Linked DNA regions of Mus musculus: all the other regions are linked to region 2. The links are chromatin contacts, called in public promoter capture Hi-C maps. All regions are on one chromosome and are shown on one strand. Each heading gives the region's core, a stretch centred on a gene start, on an enhancer-like site or on the middle of the called end of the contact. The rest is flanking DNA. Distances are from core to core; before and after follow the strand shown.

Region 1 (4,081 bases), core at 540-3,039, 2.8 Mb after region 2:
GCAGGAGGATCTCTGAGTAGTATAGTCTACATATCAAGTTCAAAGCCAGCCAGAAATATACAGTGAGATGCTGTCTGAAAAACTGAAACAAAAGCAAAACCGAAAAACCAAACCAAAAACTCACCCAACCAAGCAAACAAAACAAACACCAAACCAAAAACAACAACAACAAAAAAAACCCTCTTCGGCCTCCTTATAGAAGCTTAGAGATTCTGTGAATTCATTTGCTCTAGAAACAAAGTGTCTTTGTACATACACTTATGTTGGTGCCCAAAGTTATACCTGAGCTAGAATCTGGGCCTTGCCTCTGAAAACTAGAGTGGCTTTGGGCAACATCCTTAGCACCTATAAACCTGTTTCTTATCCATAGACTATGACTAATAGCACCTCTCAGGAGAGTGTATGTGTGAATGGAGATTTGACAGAGAATGACTGCACTGCTGGACAAATGGTCATTCATTCACCTAGCAATTACTGGAGTGCTGCATGCCCAGCCCTGTGCCTGCAAGGGGTTGGGATTATGGTGGAGGCAAGCACTTCTATATCCTGTGCCCTCTAGGATACTAATGACACTTAAAAATTTCAACTCCATGCCAATGTGCCAAGAACAGAAGAAAGCAAAGTGGTTATGGAAGTAGGGAGGCATTCAACTGGACTCCTTAGATGAAATGGAGGGAAGGGGCGGTCCTGACACTGCCCACCTATGGAGTACTGAGGGAGATTTAGCCTGGCATCCTACTACACTTTAATATCAGAGCTATCCAAGACCTGTTTGGGTGAGGGACCTTCATTCTATTGGGAAGTTAGTCATTGAAACGGGGTTCATCACATTGGGCTGCTCAGGTTTGGGGTGAAAAATGGGTCAGAATTGCTGAATTGGGCCAGAATGACTAACTAGGAGGTAATAGGAGATGGTTCAGGAGCGCATGTCTGTATGTCGCAATGCTAATCTCAACAGATAGCACTTGGTTCCACTGATGGAATCAAAAATAGGTATGAACTGCGGGAAACCTTTGGTTTGGGTCCTTGTACCTATAGGCGATAAGCAGGGCGCCAAGGAACAAGGTTTCTAGGTAGTGGTCCAGACTTCTGTCCTGAACTAAAGTCCTCCTGGTATGTGGTGAATGGAAAGTGATGAATAGCATGGGCGATGGCCTGAGGAAGCGCTCCTTTAAGTATGGAGACTTTAAAGAGAAGCGAGGAAGGAGTGAGGCAGGCTCCTGCTTACTGCAGGCCTTGTCAGCGCAGATGCAGTGAATTACCAGTCGGCGGATGCCGGCCCTCTTTCCACTGGCCCTGGCATAGGCCAAGGTCACACAGCGACAGGTGAAAGGGGCACGCTCGAACCTGGACTGGGCCAAAGTCAGCAGGGCCCACTACGAGCAGGGCAAGAGCTTGGGTCTTTGGCAGGAGGCTGTACTAAAGGAACTGAGAGACCGCCAGAGTTGGAACTGCGAGACCCTCTTGGACCCCGCCCGCCTCCAGCTCCGTCCGTGCGCGGACTACAGATTCCACAGGGCCACGCGGCGCCGGACGTCACCCTAGGCACACCCTCTCCCCGCACGACTAACTGCGCGTGGCCCTACGGGAGTCGTGGTCCCGCCCCACACGCCCGGGCGGAGCCGCGGGCGGCTGGAACTACAGCTCCCGGCATGCCTCGCGCGTGGCGTCGGGGGCGGGGTCCCAGGCCAGGGGCGCGCCGCCCGGGAGGGCGGAGTGCGGGGGGCGGCCGCCCGCGCCCCTCCCCCTGCCGCTGCTTCCCCCCTCCCCCGACGTAAACTGGGATCCCTTTCCCCTTGTGTCCGCCATATTGGACTCTTAACTCTGGTCAGCGGCGGCACCGGGCCCGGTGGACTCGCGTCGCTCTCGCCAGCAGCTGCCCCTCAGATCCCGTCCGCCCCGCCCTCCCAGCCCGGGAGGAGACCCCGCGCCGCGCCCCCCGCCCGGCCGGCCGCAGCGCCCGCCGCCGCCTCCGCCTGCCCGCCGCTGCCGCCGCCGCCCGCGGCCCGGCGCCCGCCCGCGCCCCTTCCCCGCCCGCCGTCCTCCGTCCCTCACTCCCGCCATGAGCCCGGCCGACGCTAAGCGCGGAGCCAAGCGCCGGAAGAACAAGCGCGGCGGCGGCGGTGGCTCGGGTGGCGGCGGCTCGGGCGGCAAGGCCGGCTCGGCGGCGGCCCTGCGCGGCCCCCAGGCCCCGGGCCCCGGCGCGGCGGGCCTGCTGGGCGGCGCGGCGGCCCACGGGCCTCTGGGCGCGGGTGCGGGCGGTGCCGCCGGAGGCTACTTCGAGGTAAGCAGCAGGGGTCCGCGGGCGGGAGCGGCCGCCGCCCCCTCACGAGCGGCCGGGCGGGCGCGGCCGGCGGATAACGGGCCGGCGCCTGCCTAGCTGACAGCTCCTCCCGGGCGCGAGCGCGGCGGAGGGAGGGCGGCGCCGGCGGGACCCCCGAGGCACACCGACTGTGGCCTTGAAAAGTGCCCCCTAGAAGTTTCTGGGTACCGCCTGGCGCACCACGGGCGCGGCTGTCTTGCCCTCTGTGCCTGCTGCTGTAAGCTCTCGGGAGCCGCCGGGGTCTCTTTCCTCAGGAGTGTCAGCTGAGGATAGTCGCAAGGGTTGGGGTAACTATTTTTTCAGGTTTACTTACGCAGGCATGCTGTGGATGGACCGCTGTCTCTTTTATTCTGTTTCAGAAGATAGTGCTGGTACGTGGGATGCAGTTGGCATAATCGGTTCTATAGATTGGATTGGCCACCGAATGATTATGGGTTTCTCTCAAGTTGCGTTCTTGTAAGGTTGCTAAAACAAGTTATCTTCTTTTAAAAAGACATCCACAGTGAAGAAACCAAAGCTTTAAGGGGTATTTGTGTGCCAAGTCATGAGGCAGATTTTTTTTTTTTTTAATGAGATTCGGAATATTGTGTTGGCACAGTATGTATTGAGAGCAGTTGAGAAAATTGTTGGGGATGGGCATGGGTTTTGATGCTCATGTTGTTGCAAGAAAGTACAGTAATGGATAAATACTTAAGTTTTCCTTATTTGTTCCCGGTGTTCTCTGCAGTTTTGGTGCAACTTTGGGAGCTTTCTTCGCGGAGTATTGTTACATTTGTTTAGCATCTGGGGTTTGTCCTTGGGTTTGAGTTTCCAGAGTTTGGCCTTTTTCTTGACTCTGGACAGCTCTAGTTTAAAATGAGGTTGTGATTTTTCATTTTGGGACTTTGTGGGTCGCCTTTGCTTTTGCTGGAAGGGGAAGGTGGGAGGTTGGCCTGTTCGAAAGCTTTATAGAAAGGGTAATAGTGGTTGCTGGAGCTGGAAGTGAAGTACATCCATTTCTGTATGTACAGTGAAGACCAGCTGCTAACAAGGAGCCTTACTCCTCATACCTCGTGCTAGGTAGGATTGAGTAATTGCAACATAACATAGAATTACCTGAAATAACTTGCTTTTTGTAGCTCTTCAAACTCAGATTATGCATAATTTTGACAGAATTGTTTGTGTTGAACTATTATGCATCAAGAGTTTGGGCCATCACCCACCATTAAAAACAATCATACACAAAAAAGTTTCATAAAAGGATTCCCAGTCTTTTCTGGTCTTTGCTGTTCTACTTCATTTCCTTAATAAAATACTTGTTCACACATTTCTCTGTGCGTTATTGAATTTAGACATACATCATGTAAAAACATTGCTTTTATTGTATTTTAAAGTTAAGGTGTGTTTAGTTTAAACATCTTTTTGTGTTTTCCTCATATACAAAACAAGTCTTCATAGCAGTAGAACTAAAAATATCCTTGTAACCCCAGAGATCTTTTTTGTTTTGATTTGATTTGAGAATGGGTCTTTCTCTGTTTTGGCTGTCCTAGAACTCATTATGTAGAGCAGGCTGACCTGGAATTCAACAGAGGTCTGCCTGCCTCTGTCTCCCTATTGCTTGGATTAAAAGCATCACCATCATACCCAGCTCCACAGAACTCTGAAAATCCAGTTTCCATACAAAATGGTAAGCTCTTTGGGTGCCTTATATGGCACAGCACAGGTATGCATAACAATGTCAGGTAACTGTTGGACCTGTACTTCCCAGAGAGAAGTCTT
Region 2 (4,157 bases), core at 216-2,715:
CAGTATAGCAGCAGCTGGCACTGCTACTTTAAAGGCGTGAGTTCAGTGTCCTGCAGGCAAGTGAGGGGCTTCCTGGACAAAATGAATGCCCTCAGCTCTAACAATATACTACTCAGTTCCTTTCTTTCTCTTTCTTTCTTTTCTTTTTTTTTTTTTTTTACATTTACTTATTTTGGGTATGTGTGCATGAAAAAATCACAAGACAACTTGTGAGAGGCAGTTCTCTCCTTTCACCATGTGGGTTCCATGGATTGAACTCGGGCATTCGGACTTGGCAGCAAGTGCCTTTTACCTACTAAGCCATCTAACTGGCCCCTCAGCTTATTTCCTTTGCTAAGATTGTATTTTTAAATTATTAATTTCGAGACAGGGTTTCCCTTTGAGGCCTTGGCTATCCTGGAACTTGCTCTGTAGACCAGGCAGGCTATGCATTCACAGACATTCGTTTTTGTTGTCTGTTGGGGGTTGAGTATATGCTTGTGTGTTCCATGTGTATGCAGGTGCCAAGGATATCTGAAGAGGGCATCAGATCCTTCTGGAGCTCAAATTAGAGGTGGTTGTGAACTCCCCTGATGTGGGTACTGGAAATGGAGCTCAGATCCACCGAAGAGCAGCACACAGAACCATCTCTCCAGCTCCACCACTCAGCTTCTCAAGAACATGAGATATTTTTATAATTGACCCTTTGAGTTGTGACCTCTGCCAGGAACCCTCTACATCTTTATCAGACTTGAATTTGTTCTTTAGGATCCCTGAAATCACCATTCCCCCCAACAGATCTCCTTTCTTTGTATATTTACATGAATTTGCTTTTATCCCTGAACCTTAACTTTAGTTGACTTATTCATCTGTATTCTCCCACTTGTTATGGCTGCCATCTTGGTATAGTTTCAGGCCTCTGTCAAAGAGTTATAATATTAACTATGGCTTAGTTCAATTTTCCATAAATTTTATGACAAATTAACACTACTATTTCCAATTTTTCAGATGTGGAAGCTGTTGTCCAGGGTCATGCCAACATCATAAATACAAAGAGTAAAAAAGAAAAGAGGTTTCGATGCTCAGGTTTGTTAAGCCACTAAACATGCTATCTCAATATTTTGTTCCGAGTAATAAAAGAATGAACAATAATAAATTGCTTCTTTACTAACTTCATAAAAGGAATAAATTCGAGAGCTGCAGATAGGGACTCCTTGCTCCGGATCTGGAGGCTTAGGCTTAGGCGCCGACCACAGGATCCTGGGAAGTCTGATTTACAAGGCAGCAGGAAAATGGGTGGCTCTGGACCGGAACCAGAAAATAAAGTTCAAATACTCACCGCCCTGCCCCAGGAGTGGTATACGCGGCTGCCTGACTCTGACAGGTCGGAGTCGAGGACTAGGTCAAGCCTAGGAGCCTTGTTTATTGATTAATGGACCAAGGCCACGGAAGCACTTCTTCCCAATCGCCCTCTGCCACAGGAAGTTATTACTAGCCTACATGCAACGCCTAAAATGTCCGTATCCTGCACAGCACTCTGAGAGCCTCTCCCCGCTTTCTGGTATTGTGACTCCCTAGTGCTATTCACATCTTTAAAACTCTGCGAGTCTTGAAAGAGGAACTCCAACATTTCTGTCCAGAGAAGCCTCAGGGAGGTGGGAAGGAGGAGGAGAAGTGAGCGGGAACGTAGAGAGCGAGGGGTCGGGGTTTCCGAGGGACACATTTTGAGATTGCACCCGGCTAAGGATGGCTGATCCTACCCCTCAGCTAGATGCGCCAGCTCCCCAGGAAGTCAGTAGCGAGTTTAAGAAGCCGGTTTTACCAGTGCCTTCCGCAGTACGGGGTAAGGCTCCGGCCTCCAGTCCCTCCGTTTCTGAGGATGTGAAGAAAGAATGTCTCGCGGCGCAGCTGGACTCTGGATGTGAGGAGCCCGAGGTCCCGCCACCGCAGCCGGACAGCCAGGAGACCGGGGGTCCACCGGTGGAGCAACTCCGCTCCCCGCGGGTAGCTCCTGCGTCTGGCGGTCCGACCCGGGCTCCTCCGTACCGAGAGCCATCGTGGGGCAGCCCAGCCACGGCCCCCTACAGTCTCGAAACCCTGAAGGGTGGCACCATCCTTGGCACCCGCACCTTGAAAGACACGAGCTGCTGCTTTTTCGGGAGACTTGCTAGTTGTGACATATGTCTGGAGCATCCTTCCGTGTCTCGGTACCATGCTGTACTACAGCACCGGGGGGCGGATCCCAGCGGAGACTCTGAGGGTCATGAGCAGGGCTTTTATCTCTACGATCTGGGAAGTACCCACGGCACGTTCCTCAACAAAACTCGCATCCCACCCCGCACTTACTGTAGAGTCCACGTCGGGCATGTAATGCGCTTTGGAGGCAGCACTCGGCTCTTTATCCTTCAGGTAGGTAGAAAAATCTAAAATAAAAATCTTGGGACTTCACTGTTTTTGGTTTTTCAAGACAGGGCTTCTCTATGTAGCCCTGGCTGTCCTGGAACTCTCTCTGTAGACCAGGCTGGCCTCGAACTCAGAAATCCGCCTGCCTCTGCCTCCCGAGTGCTGGGATTAAAGGCGTGCACCGCCACGCCCGGCGATTCTGAGTTTCTTTAAGGTTTAGTTGAGTAAAAGGATTCTGGTAACCAATGACAAAAGCACAGGCCTCATTCTGGACCCACAGGTCTGTGTACGTTGCTGTGTCTCAGAAAGTAATTTTCTCACTTCTGAATCCATATATGTATATATTTTACCCATGATTCATTAGGGACCAGAGGAAGACCGAGAGGCAGAATCTGAATTAACAGTAACACAGTTGAAGGAATTGCGTAAACAGCAGCAGATATTATTGGAGAAGAAGATGTTAGGTGAAGACTCAGATGAAGAAGAAGAAGCAAATACCACTGAAGGGAAGAGCAGTAGAAGTGGTCAAGATGATGAGCTGGGCTGCACGTGGGGAATGGGTAAGAAACTACTACTGAAGGTGGCACCCTCAAGTGCTTTTGATCATACAGCTCAGAAGGCCTACAGCTGAAGTAGGGTAAATGTAATTTGCAAGCCCAGGGTCATTAACTTTAGTGAGTAAAAGTGTTGAATTATGGGCATTATACATACACCTCTTTCTCACCGTGTAATTTGCTTATTGCGTTTATCATTTAAACACACACACACACACACACAGAAAGAGAGAGAGAGAGAGAGAGAGAGAGAGCTTTCTGAGTGCTAATTATCACCTGGAGGGCATGGAAAAATTTACTTCATTTCTTTGGCTGAGAAATCAGTATTTGATATTTTTTCACCTCTCAGGCTATTTTCACAAAGTACAAAACATTCAAGAGGTTATTGTATAGCTCCACATTTTGGATGATAGATATTCAGGCTTATAAAAAGATAGTTGGTGAGGGCCGAGAGATGGCTCAGTAGTAAGAGCACTATCTGCTCTTTCAGAGAAAGCTCAGCCCTCAGCAACCACGTGGTGGCTCATAATGATCTATAATGTCATCTGATGCCCTCTTCTGGCATGTAATTGTACATACAGATAGAGTACCCCTTTACATAAAATAAAACTTTTAAAGAAAAAGATAGTTGGGGCTAATAAGGCATTGTGATGCAGGCCTTTAATCTTAGCACTTGGGAGGCAGAGGCAGGTAGATCTCTGTTAGTTTCAGGCCAGCATGATCTATTTATTGAATTTCAGGATAGCCAGAGTTACATTGTAGAGAAATCCTGACTTGAGTGAATGAGAGAATGAATGAAAGAAAGAAGTTGTGGCCCAGTGAGATTGCTTAGCAGGTAAAGGTGTGTGCTGCCAGTTGTGATGAGCTGAGTGTGAGCCCTGAGAAGCACATGATGGAGGAAGAGAATAGGCTCCCTCCGTGTGCACTATGGCACTTGTATGTGTATGGCTGTAGATGTCAGGACAGAACAAATGCAGAAACACTTGTGCTAAGTGTAAAGAATAAGCCAGAAACCATTAGCATGCTTGAGCTAGTGTCAGAAAAGGGATGTGTCACTGGGGACTTAGAGCTGTGCTATTCAGTACAGTAGCTGTTATCTGCATGCCCAATGTGGCTCATCCACAGGCTTGTCTTCTAAGTGCAAACCACACATAGGATTTCAATGACAAAATGAAAAAAAGAAAAGAAAATATTACCATAGTCTTGTAATTATTATGGTAA
Region 3 (3,891 bases), core at 878-3,377, 3.0 Mb after region 2:
CTAGCTGCAGTGGTTATCTTGAAAACAAGCATTATCTTTTATCAGGTAATCTCCTCTCTTATTTTCTTTCCTGGGAAAATCAAGACAGCTATGGACCAAATGGAATAAAATGCCAGCATCCCTCCAAATGCCGGACAAGGTTGTCAGGTTTAGAAATAATTGCTCCAGTAAAGTATTATTACTCATTTCAGTTTTGTGTGCTTATGATATCTCACAGGAACCAAATGATACCAAATGACAAGGAGAGCCAAATAAGAATTCACATATTATCAGACTGGCACCTGTCACTTCTTCCCACATAATACTAAAATGCCACCAACCAAAACCATGGGTCTTCTTTCTCAGAGCACCATCCTTAGGAGCCCTATGCATCTCTCAGGCCCCTGGCACCCTCCTCAAGATTCAGAACCCCACATTCCACAGAAGACCTCCCTAACACAGAACCCAAGAACCAAGACCTATACTGCCTCCTCATACCCAACACACACACACTGGAACCTGAACACAGTCCTCAAAGGGCAATGCCTGTCAGGATATCCTTGAGACCCTTTTGGCCCCATGCTTCGCTCATGTCCTTTAGAGCCTCTAGTGTCTGTCCCACAGAACCCTGAACACCACCCCTCCTCAGAATTCCATCTTAGTCAAGCCTGGTGCCCCCACTGTTGTTGCTTGAATGAGAATGCCCCCACAGGTTCATATATTTGCATTTTTTCATCATCAGATAGTAGCACAATTTGAGAAGGAATAGGACATGTGGCCTTGTTGGAGGAACTGTGTCACTAGGGATGGGCTTTGAGGTTTCAAAAGCCCGCACCAGGCCTAGTGGACGTCTCTCTGCCAGTGGATCAGGATGTAGCTCTCAGCTACTTCTCCAGCACCAAGCTTGCCTGCAAGCTACCATACTCCCCACCATGATGATAATGGACTGACCCTCTGAAACTGTAAGCCAGCCCTCAATTAAATACTTTCTTTTATAAGAGTTGCCTTAGTCATGGTATCTCTTTAACGCAAATAAGGCAGTGATTAAAACAGCTACACACCCCTTTGGGACTAATATAATAATATTACTAATAATATGAGTACATATTGGAGAAGCTTACTACCAACAGAACCACGTGTTCGAGGCTACCTCAGAACATTATGCCCCACAAGATCCCTGCACTCCAGGATCCCTCACATTCCGCAGAACCCTGTCCCCCACAAAACTTCATGAGTAAGTTTCCCACAGCAGTACCCCTCAAAGTCGAGAGACCCAGGGGGTCTGTCCCAAATTAACCTCTATTACAAGTCCCTCAGAAGTGCTCATAACCTCAGCAGGACGTCAGGACTTGGTACTCCTCAAACAGTCACACCCCTACCACCCTGTTGCTCACCAGAACCCCGAGCCCCAGAGACTCCTGCTCACCTCTGGCATATCCCCTGAGCCTACGAATGAATCCCGAACTGCTCAATACCCTGAACTACCCAGACTCTTACCTTCAGACCCTAATCCAACAGGATTACCTGCGCCTCTGATCCCCACGCCCTTCAGACCCTGAAACCTCAGGACCCACTAGTCTCAGGATCTCGTATCCCTCATAACCCAGCTCCTTTCAAACCCCAGCGCACCCCTAAACCACTATGCTCAGACCTCGAGCTCTTCAGACCCGCACCTCGAGCTTCATATCCTCGCGACCCTCAAGACCTCGCGCATCTCTGGACTCCACGTCACTCGCTCCAACAAGTTCCCCAGGCCGCCTTGCGCAGCAGCTCCCGCCCGCCCCGCACCTGCCGCAGCTGGGTCTCCGAAGCGCCTTCCTCCTGTCGTCGCAGCTGCTCACGGAAGCGCTCCACCTGATCCAGAAGTGCGTCCACGAGTGACGGCGCCGTGTGCCCTTCCAGAGCCGCGAGGCGGGTGCGGAGGCTCGCGATGAGGGCGTCACGCGCGGCCAGCTGATCCTTCAGGCGCTGTAGTTGCTGGCCGGCCTCGTGGTACAGGCCACAGAGCGCTGCGGCCGCACGCGGGGCCCCGTCCTGTCTACCAGACCTTGGGTCCCCAGACGACATGGCTGTAGGCCTTCCGTGGGGACTTGGGCGTCTCCAACTTCTCCACACAGGGGGAGCGAAAACCAGCCTTCCCGGAACGTTTCCCGCCCCGCCCACTCCCAGAGCCTAATCCGCCCCCGCCCACAGCTGGCTCCGCCTCGTCCATGGCCCGGAGTCTGACTCCGCCCCGCCTACAGCTGGCTCCGCCTCTCCCACTGCCGGGAGTCTGACTCCGTCCCCTCCCACAGCTGGTCCCTCCTACTCTATGATCTCACTTTCTCTTGACACACCAGCTCCATTCTAGGTGCTGTCTGCTCTATTCCCTGCGTCTGAGGAATTTTCCTGGAGTCAGACCCCATCTGCGACCAGGGTTTGGGGTTAGGTATCCTCTGGTACAGCAGCTGAAGAAAAGCAAATAAATCAAAGGACTTCAAACATGGGACGTAGAGTGTGGTCAGGTTTCATTGGCTGGGCTCCTTCCTCTTCCGGGACTTGACATGCGTTTCTTCATAGAGGGACACTGACCCAGAAAGGTGTTCCCATCCAGAGTACATGATGGAGCCCAGAGCCAGCCACCAAACCCCAGCATGCCCCTAAATTCGCGTTAGGATGGCCTTAGCGCTAGAAGCTGTTCTAGCAGAAGACAAGAGGGTGCCCACCCTTTCCTTCCCACAGTTTCCATATGAACACTGTTTTTCCACTGGGAAGTCTCTCCTCCGTGAGAATCTTTCAATGGCTCATTGCTAAGATCTCATGGAGGTCCCCTCCCTATGTGAGGATGTGTGTCTCCTTTTCTGCTCAGTCTTCTACTCTCAATACCCTGTCTGCTCACAGGCAAGCTCTGGTTGAGCCTGCAGGAACACACTCACTTGCAAGTATAAAACTATAAGCAAAGCCAGACCTCGCCAAGAATGTATGGGATGGATACTGGGAGTCACAGACCTGGCTCACTTATGTTCAGTTCCTTCTTAGCCCTTCCAGCCCAAAACTTCTGCTCAGAAAAGATGGGTCACAGTTGCTTCCTTCCCTACCTGGTAGGGGTGTTGTGGAACTAGAGAATGAGTGCGTATTTCTTTTCTATTAGTGTGACAAAATGCCAGGACCAAGGCAGCGTATAGAAGAAGCATTACTTGGGATAAAGGGTCAGATGTTTAAAGCTGATAGCTCACATCTTGATTACAAATCAGGAAGCAGAGGGCAAGCTGAAACCTCAGAATCTCTCTGCCCATAATGGCACAGCTCTTCCAACAGGCCATACTTTGAAATCCTTTCTAACCTTACATGAGTCACCAACTGGGGACCAAGTATCCAAACATGAGTCTATGGGAGCTGTTCTCATCCAAACTTCCATGATTAAATGATTGTCCAGCACAGTCATTGCTATGGTCATGCAGGGTCATCTTGATTGACTGAGGCAGTTGTGGGATGAAGGGGAAGTGGGTGTGGGAGTGGATATCACACAGAAGAACCCTGGCCCAGAGCTGATATGTGGCTTTAACTCTTCACTACTATTCCTGTGTGTAGCCTAGTAGACCACTCAAGTGCTTTTGAGCCTGGTTGTGAAGTGCAAAATATGAATCAAACAACAAAGACATTTATTCAAATGCTTCTGGGCCACATGTGTTTGGAGTTCAAAAGCTTTGATTTTATGTAGTTGCACATAATTGAGATAACCATCCTCTAAAAAGGTCTACTCTTGGAAGGCAGTGGTAGCACGTGCTTTTAATCCCCAGCACTCTGGAGGCAGAGGCAGGTGGATGGATCTCTGTGAGTTTGAGGCCAGCCTCGTCTACAGATTGAGTTCCAAAACAGCTAGGGCTAACAGAGAAACCCTGTCTTGAAAAACCAAATCAACAACAAAAGGAG

What was found. Promoter capture Hi-C pulls out the DNA fragments that hold promoters and counts their contacts.
Region 1: a promoter capture Hi-C map of neutrophils shows a contact between it and region 2, with 4 times the contacts expected there. The contact joins the promoter of Fam193a here to the promoter of Supt7l in region 2. A contact is called at or near these places in 1 of 39 promoter capture datasets (neutrophils) and 1 of 9 other capture datasets (liver).
Region 3: a contact with region 2 is called in a promoter capture Hi-C map of liver, with 5 times the contacts expected there. The contact joins the promoter of Tnip2 here to the promoter of Supt7l in region 2. A contact is called at or near these places in 2 of 39 promoter capture datasets (both in liver) and 2 of 9 other capture datasets (adipose tissue and liver).

Annotation. Positions count from the first base shown.
Region 1 is chr5:34,368,144-34,372,224 of GRCm38.p6, forward strand. It overlaps Fam193a (family with sequence homology 193, member A), which reads left to right and starts at 1,790. Exons shown (of 21, transcript NM_001243123.1): 1 at 1,790-2,284. The coding sequence starts at 2,063.
Region 2 is chr5:31,525,297-31,529,453 of GRCm38.p6, forward strand. It overlaps Supt7l (SPT7-like, STAGA complex gamma subunit), which reads right to left and starts at 1,466. Exons shown (of 5, transcript NM_028150.2): 1 at 1,319-1,466. Slc4a1ap (solute carrier family 4 (anion exchanger), member 1, adaptor protein) reads left to right here and starts at 1,699. Exons shown (of 14, transcript NM_001347328.1): 1 at 1,699-2,388; 2 at 2,747-2,942. The coding sequence starts at 1,726.
Region 3 is chr5:34,511,852-34,515,742 of GRCm38.p6, forward strand. It overlaps Tnip2 (TNFAIP3 interacting protein 2), which reads right to left and starts at 2,128. Exons shown (of 6, transcript NM_139064.2): 1 at 1,768-2,128. The coding sequence starts at 2,046.